Linked DNA regions of Hordeum vulgare: region 1 is linked to region 2. A link is a contact called in public Hi-C data. All regions are on one chromosome and are shown on one strand. The core of a region is the stretch at or near the end of the contact, and the rest is flanking DNA. Distances in the headings are between cores, read along the strand shown.

What was found. Hi-C and Micro-C count contacts between places; a contact is called where the count stands out from the background.
Region 1: a Hi-C map of seedling shows a contact between it and region 2, with 2.6 times the contacts expected there. The contact joins the promoter of LOC123442788 here to the promoter of LOC123442786 in region 2. A contact is called at or near these places in 4 of 6 Hi-C or Micro-C datasets (leaf and seedling).

What each region holds. Positions count from the first base shown.
Region 1 is chr3H:31,124,182-31,127,832 of MorexV3_pseudomolecules_assembly, forward strand. It overlaps LOC123442788 (aspartate--tRNA ligase, chloroplastic/mitochondrial), which reads left to right and starts at 2,014. Exons shown (of 15, transcript XM_045118921.1): 1 at 2,014-2,481; 2 at 3,142-3,282. The coding sequence starts at 2,086.
Region 2 is chr3H:30,884,814-30,888,430 of MorexV3_pseudomolecules_assembly, forward strand. LOC123442786 reads right to left here and starts at 1,427. Exons shown (of 10, transcript XM_045118919.1): 1 at 1,342-1,427; 2 at 864-940; 3 at 113-316. The coding sequence starts at 173.

The DNA.
Region 1 (3,651 bases), core at 764-3,263, 240 kb after region 2:
GGCTTGTTCTTTTGGTGGCCTTTAGAATAAGGCGAAATAAGTTACCCTCTATCCAACTTATTCTAGAAGCACGACCAAATTCATTGATTTAAAAGCCTACTAATTAAGAATTGCCTATTTGGCTTCTAAAAAATATTTGTAGTTGGACTTCTAAAATAAGCTGGGTAAAGGGCAACTTTTTTTAAAAGCCCAAAAAAGCTAGCAAAAAAACTGGCCCTAAGTGTGGCCCCTAGGTGTCCAACCGTTTGATCCCTTTTAATCATGTTAAGTAGCAGGGAAGTTCATTCCACCTACAATACACACAAAGACAAAGAAAACTAATAAAAACTAACAAATAATACATATTATGCAATGCTTGCGGTTAAAAGAGTAAAAACTGAAAATTATGTGTATGTACATGTAATTGGCTTAATGGAGCATGCTATGACTTGATATATAAAGATAATGCATAACAAATGAGCTCTAAAGATGCGTAAAATATGAAGCCATCACACATCAAGCACTAGAATCTCTTGTGATGTCATCCCTGACACACTTTATAAAAGACACACAACCCCATTCGCAATAGAACAATAAGAACACCCCAACAATAGTACAGGATCACCATCACCATTCCTAAAAACCCTATCCACCGCCATAGCCATTCTCCCCATACTTAGCCATATTTGTAAATGATTCATCACATACGACAACATAGTAAGACTTTGTATAATCATTCATCTATCACTGACATCTACAATGTTTCCCATGTATGAGTAATCCTTTTAGCCATGGCCTAAGGTACAACCTTGCGGCCCTATGTATGTATGCACATGAACGTTGGTATTGACTTTGCTTAATTGAACGTTTTTATGTGTTTTTCATAAAGGATTTGTCTCTCGTCTCTTTCTCGTTCTAAGGCTCTGCTTGTACGCAAAAACCATTAGATTGACCTAGGAGGAGGTAAAGTGCAGCGACGCATGGAAGGCTACACCAAATCCCGGTGTTAGTAAGTATTAGTATAGTAGGCGAAAGCAACTCCTTAGGGGCCTTGTTGTGTAGTCATTAAACGTCCAATATGTTGGTCCGTAGAAATCCTTAATAACCGAGGTAACCCTGTGCGATGGTGAGGGTCTTGGTTAGACAATAACTCATGATGTACGTTGTTGATCAATCATAATGTTATTTGGACACACCCTGACGTCTGCGGCGGCGCTGCATCTCTTTTTTGGATGGCTTGATCATGGTAAGGACGACAAATTTTGTGGAGACATCGAGTGATGAAGTCATAGAGGCGATAGCGGTTCGAAGCCATTCCGAGCTTGGTGAAGACTTGTGGGGTCGCATCGTCAAGGATCCGCTCAATTTCGAGCTTGATGAAGACGGGCAGGGTCGCGGTGTTGAGGATCCACGCTACTTCTGAGCAGAGCAATGTCGAGGATCCGCAATAATTCCAAGCTTGGTGAGGGCGTGGAGTGTCACGATGTCAAGGATTAGCGACGACTCTAAGGCGCTTTCGAGGAGTCCTTCACCTTTCGAAGCCGACATGCATTACATTTTCAAAACTTACTTTAGACGAAGTCATCTAGCCTCAAGGGTCGATGACTTTTTCATAAGGTGAGGATCACACACGACCAACATCAATATTGACATCTAAGAATCAATTCCGACATGTAAGAATCAACCTTCTTTTCAGGGTGTCCTTAACAACATGGTTAAAGACTAGTAGCGTACGATAGTCTGAAAGCGAAGGTCATCGTACACTAGATAAAATAACATAAGAATATTTATTTTTTAAATAGGTCCAGTCGACTCGTGAGAGCACGGCCTACGCCCCGGAGTGTTCATTAAGTCGTTATGCTTTACATTTTCGCGTGGCAAATAGGACCTAAAATTTCTATCAAGTTCACAAGGCATGTGTTCAAACCGTTGGAAAGCTTCGAATTCGGGCGTATTTCGCTGCACGGTTTGAAGGGGTGAAGCCGCGCTGTAAGATTCGCGCCGGAGGGATAAGGGCCATCAACGGTTGAGAAACCCATCCATGGTCGTCTCTAATCCCAAACCCTCTCTCCCCTCTTCCTCCGCTCCCTTCCCACGTCGCCACCAATGGCTTCCTCCCTCCTCCGCGCCTCGCCGCTCTCCCTCCTCTCCCGCCTGAAGCCACTCAGCCGCAGGCCTCCCGCCCCGCACCTCCGCGGCATCCTCCTGCTCTCCGGCTCCGCATCGGCCTCCCCACGCTCCACGCCCACGCCCCGAACCCTAGCGGCCGCCACCGATGCGGCGACCCCACCGGAGGAGGCGGCGGCGGCGGTGCTCCCCGCGGCCGAGGCGAAGCTGGAGAGGATGCAGCCTCTGCAGTGGCCCCAGCGGGACGCGCTCTGCGGCGAGCTCGGGGCGGGCGACGCCGGGCGCAGGGTCCGGCTCTGCGGCTGGGTCGCCCTCCGCCGCTCCCACGCCGGCCTCACCTTCCTCACCCTCCGCGACTCCTCCGGCATGGTCCAGGTGACCCGTTTTCGTTTCAATGTCGTTGGCCTGGTTGTTATTGCTGCTGCAAAGTGCAAACATAAGCATCGCTTCATGATGATCTCTTAGTTATGAACATGCAATGTAGCTGCTGCTGCTGCGGTAGAGACAACTTCTATCTATGCAGCTGACCGCCGATGATATCACATTTTCTGCTGAAGCTTACGCCACATAATTTGTGCCACCTGGAATGGTCTGTTGTGTTGAAGTAGAAACCAGATACTGTGTTGTAGAGTGATTTTGGCAAGTGTTTGTAGTCAGCAAAGGTCAATGCGGAAGTACTCCCTCTGTACCTAAATATTTGCAGCTGACCGCCGATGATATCGCAATTTTTTGCTAAAGCTTCCGCCACATAATTTGCGCCACCTGAATGGTCTGTTGTGTTGAAGTAGAAACCAGATACTGTGTTGTAGAGTGATTTTGGCAAGTGTTTGTAGTCAGCAAAGGTCAATGTGGAAGTACAGTAGTATTCTATACTGAGCAACTAATATTCCCTTTTTTTCGGAGAAATAACTTTTCAGAGGCTTGCAGAGTGATAACTATTTCAAGATTGCCTGTCATAGTTACTGATGTTTATGGTCATTATTGTTCGAACTGTTTAGTGATCTTAAGCCAGTGTTTGTTCTACTCTTTCTGCAGGTGACGACTCTGCCGGAATACCCTGAAGTTTACGCTGTTGTAAACAAGCTGAGAGTGGAATCAGTGGTTTCTGTTGAGGGGGTGGTGCGTCTGCGCCCAACGGAAGCTTTCAATGCAGATATGAGGACTGGGGCTATAGAGGTACTGACTAGTCTCGATGGTAATCTATTTAATATTTTTTGGGGACGAAAGAGCTAGTTAATGTGGTTAGAATTGGAAATTTACGCTATCTAGCATAGAAACGTTATTACCTACTGCTACAGATCAACAGTAGGCTGTAGCTTTTCTCCAAGACCTGTCTGTGTTGTTACTCTCTTATCTTGCTATCCCAAGTTGTAAAACTGCAAGACACTGTTACTTCAGTTGATCGTAATGGAAATGGGACCAGGCCATCATCCCATTTCTGGAACATGCAGAATGCATTAGGGATTAACTTGACTAACACAAAGGAGAGAAACCATATACGACATAGTTCATATTTCACTCTTCGAATAATTGTTTCCTTGAACT
Region 2 (3,617 bases), core at 177-2,676:
CTTCTTATGGCAGCAATCGGCAAAATAACCTATCCGATTGAGCAGCTCAGGCAGGCAATGAGATCAAATGAAAGGCAAAAGAAAAGAGAGGTGATGTGGCTCCAAGTCTTACTCATCATCACGGAGCAGGCCCCAAGGATGACCAAAAGCTGGCCGGTGGAGACGCCCAGCATGTTGTCCGCTGGAACCACTGACCCACCGGCAGGAGAGATAGGAGATCTCACCACCTGGCGAGGGCGGCACAGCTGGTGCGCGGAAGCTGGAGAGTTGCGGTGCGGCCGTGACTCAGCTTTGGGCTGGTCCAGGGGTGGTAGGCCTACCGTAACGAATGATGTGGATCGAATAGTCAATGATAGTAGGGAAAAGAATAAGAGGTTGTAATGAAATCCATTCTTTTGTTGAAATCCTATTCCGTTTGCTACAGCACAAGGTCATTCCATCACACAAATAATAAACCAAGCCATGTCACATATGCTACAGAAAGCATTCGTAATAAATAAACCAGGTCATATATGACATGGTTCAACAACCATCCCTACATATCCAAGTATGATTTGTCCTCCGCCATATCAAAGCACGAACACACCTTCAACTTCAATCAGCATATTCAGTAACACAAATTAATATGCCAAGCCATATTTCTTCAATCAGCATATTCAGTAACACAAATTAATATACCAAGCCATATTTGACATGGTCCAGCAAGGCTTCTAAACCAAATAAATAAACCAAGCCAAAAGCACATGCTGCAGCTACACTGATTTTTCCTCCACCATATCAAATCATGGACAAACATCAATCAATATCCACTAGCAAGCCATCAAATTTGTAAACAGAAGCAAGCACATGGCAAGATAAATAACCTGGGAGAGCAAAAAATATGTATTTGTTAGTCACGAGCCTTCAATTGGCCTTCAGGATGTGCCGACCTTGAAACAACCTGCAAATTCCAGAGAAATAGTCAGCATCTAAGAATCCAGCACGGGAGGAATTGGGATTTAAGAAGTGGTTAAAAGTGAGGCGAGCTGACGCCGCCATGGGGTACGGGAGGGGGCGGCGACCAGCTACTGCTCCACGACCCGCATCGGACATGGACGGGGTGGGGGTGAGGTCCCGCATCCAAGATGTGTGGTATAGGCAGGGGAGGGATGAGGACTGGCCGGATGGGGCAGAGGCGGAGAGGGAGGAGACACGCCGATGGCCGGAGATGGAGATGGAGATGGAGATGTCGAGCGGGGACAGAGGGGATCGATGCGGGCCGCACTGGCGATTGGGGGCGCTACCGCCGTTGCCGGCCGGAGACAGGAAGGGAGGGGGAGGAGGGGCGAGGCCGGGGCTCACCTGCGCCGCCGCTTCTCCCCTCGTCCCGCGCCGGTGCCGCGTCTCGCTTCACGCGACAAAAATAATAATATATAGAACATCTTTTTAGAACTACTGTACTCACTCTCACATGAAGCCGAGCGCAATAAGGACCGGCCCAGGCACGGGGGAGCCACAACATCGTTTTTTTTTGTCTTCCATGTTATTTTCTTTCCATTTTTTCTTTCTTTTTATTTACTTTAGTTTATACTTCCAAGTTCTAAATAAATTTATTAAAAACACTTTCGTAAAAACGCTTCCAAAAACTGTTATCCAAGCATTTGAAAAATGTTAAACATGTATATAGATTTTTTTTTCATGTATAAAAAAAACTACTCCCTCGGTCCAAAAATTCTTGTCTTAGGTCTGTCTAAAAATGGATGTATTTAAATACTAAAACGTGACTAGGTACATTCACATCTAAACAAATGTACGACAAGAATTTTGAAACGGAGGGAGTATAATGCGTGTGGAAAAAATTGATAAAGCATTTAATAAATTTTTAATCCACCATTTGAGAAAATATGTTACACAAGTGTTTATAAAAATTTAATCAAGCATTTGAAAACGTTAAATGTGTATAAATTGTTTTGACCATGTATTCAAAAAATGGTAATCTTGTATTAAAAATATTAATTTCTTATAGAAAAATGTTGACCATGTATTTTAAAATGTTAAGCTTGTACTTAAAAATGTTAATCAAATTAAAAAAACATAAATGTGTATAAAACAAAATTTGATCATGTATTCAAAAAAATGTTAATCTTGTACTTGAAAAATTATTAAATCAAGATTTTTGAAAAAAAATCATCATTGATTGGAGCTCTTAATGGGTATGACATCCAAAATTGGCACCCGATAGCTTAACGACGACCACAACTTAACGAAAAAACTTTCATGACACGCCATTTATCACCACAGAAGTGAACACTTCTATGATACTAAATGCATTATTGTCATGAAAACACTTCCATAACAACACATGTATGACTATCTTGATTCTCTCATAAAATCGTCATGGATATACATGCGTGACACAAAATGTGACCTATTATAACAAAGTCGTACCATCACATATGTGTTTTCTGATAGTGCACACAGTCGCGGACGGTCCTCTTGTCGGAGGGGGGACCGAGCTCTCCTTCCATCCATCTGAGTGGTTGCTCTTCGTACTGTGGAGTGGCAAGGATGCGCCGAAGCAATGTAGGGATCTGACTCTGGTTCCTTCTGGGCCCCGACTACGCGACGTCAATCGACCACGAGACTGAGAAATGAGCTTGTTTTAAGCGATCGTCACCTTCAGAAAGGTAGACACTTGCGGGATGCCATCCACGACAATCCCATCACCCTGTGTCGGACAACTGAAGGGTCAAGGCGTCGATGTCGAATGTTATCTGCCAGTGCCTGCTCGCAAACAACCAAGTTATGCTCAAGTTGAGCCACACGTGCGCCTTCTGCCAGAGTCTCCTCGTGTGTGACCTCAAGGACCGTGTCAGTCACCAAAACACCCAGAATATGGGTATTGAGGAGTCATTCATACCTCGCGCTACTTGAGAGGGTCCTTATCCACTGCATCTCCGTCGTTCGTGTTAAGAATATAATAGTTGCTTATTAATTAAGCTAATTAGGATTAAGTTAAGTGGTAGATAAGTTACTTGGTTCTCATGTACTTCCTTGGCTCTCAAGGCAACTATGTAATTCCTTGGCTTTCAAGTAACTATTGGTTACTTAACTGCCAAGCAACAAGTGTACTTCCGCTCGGGTATAAATACCTCACTTTTATCATCAATAAAGAATAATGAATCATCTTTCATTCATCTCTTTCGTTTTTTACTTTCTACTTCAAACACGTTATCATGCACTTTTGTTCTCCGCTGAGAAAAGGCCACACGAGAGAAGAGAATTATTGTCGTCGCTGCAGATTCGACCAGTCTTGATTCCATCCACAAAAAGAATCCATCGACATGCATACATCCGTAAAAGAGGAAAAATGGATCAGGAGATTGTTCAATTTTTCTTTGTTTTCTTGCAATCAATCCAAGATCTAATAACTACTTGTATTTTGGGAATGGCAAACAAGAAGTATAGGAGGAGGGAATGCGTATTTCCTCACCAAGTACAGAGAACAACCGAGAAGAACATGAACCAGGAAGCATAAATCGAATAAGAAATAAGGGGAGCCAAGTCACGAACTAGTAGCATCAAATCAGATTCCGTACTTCACACATGAAGTACACATATCAAAACTCTTGGACCTT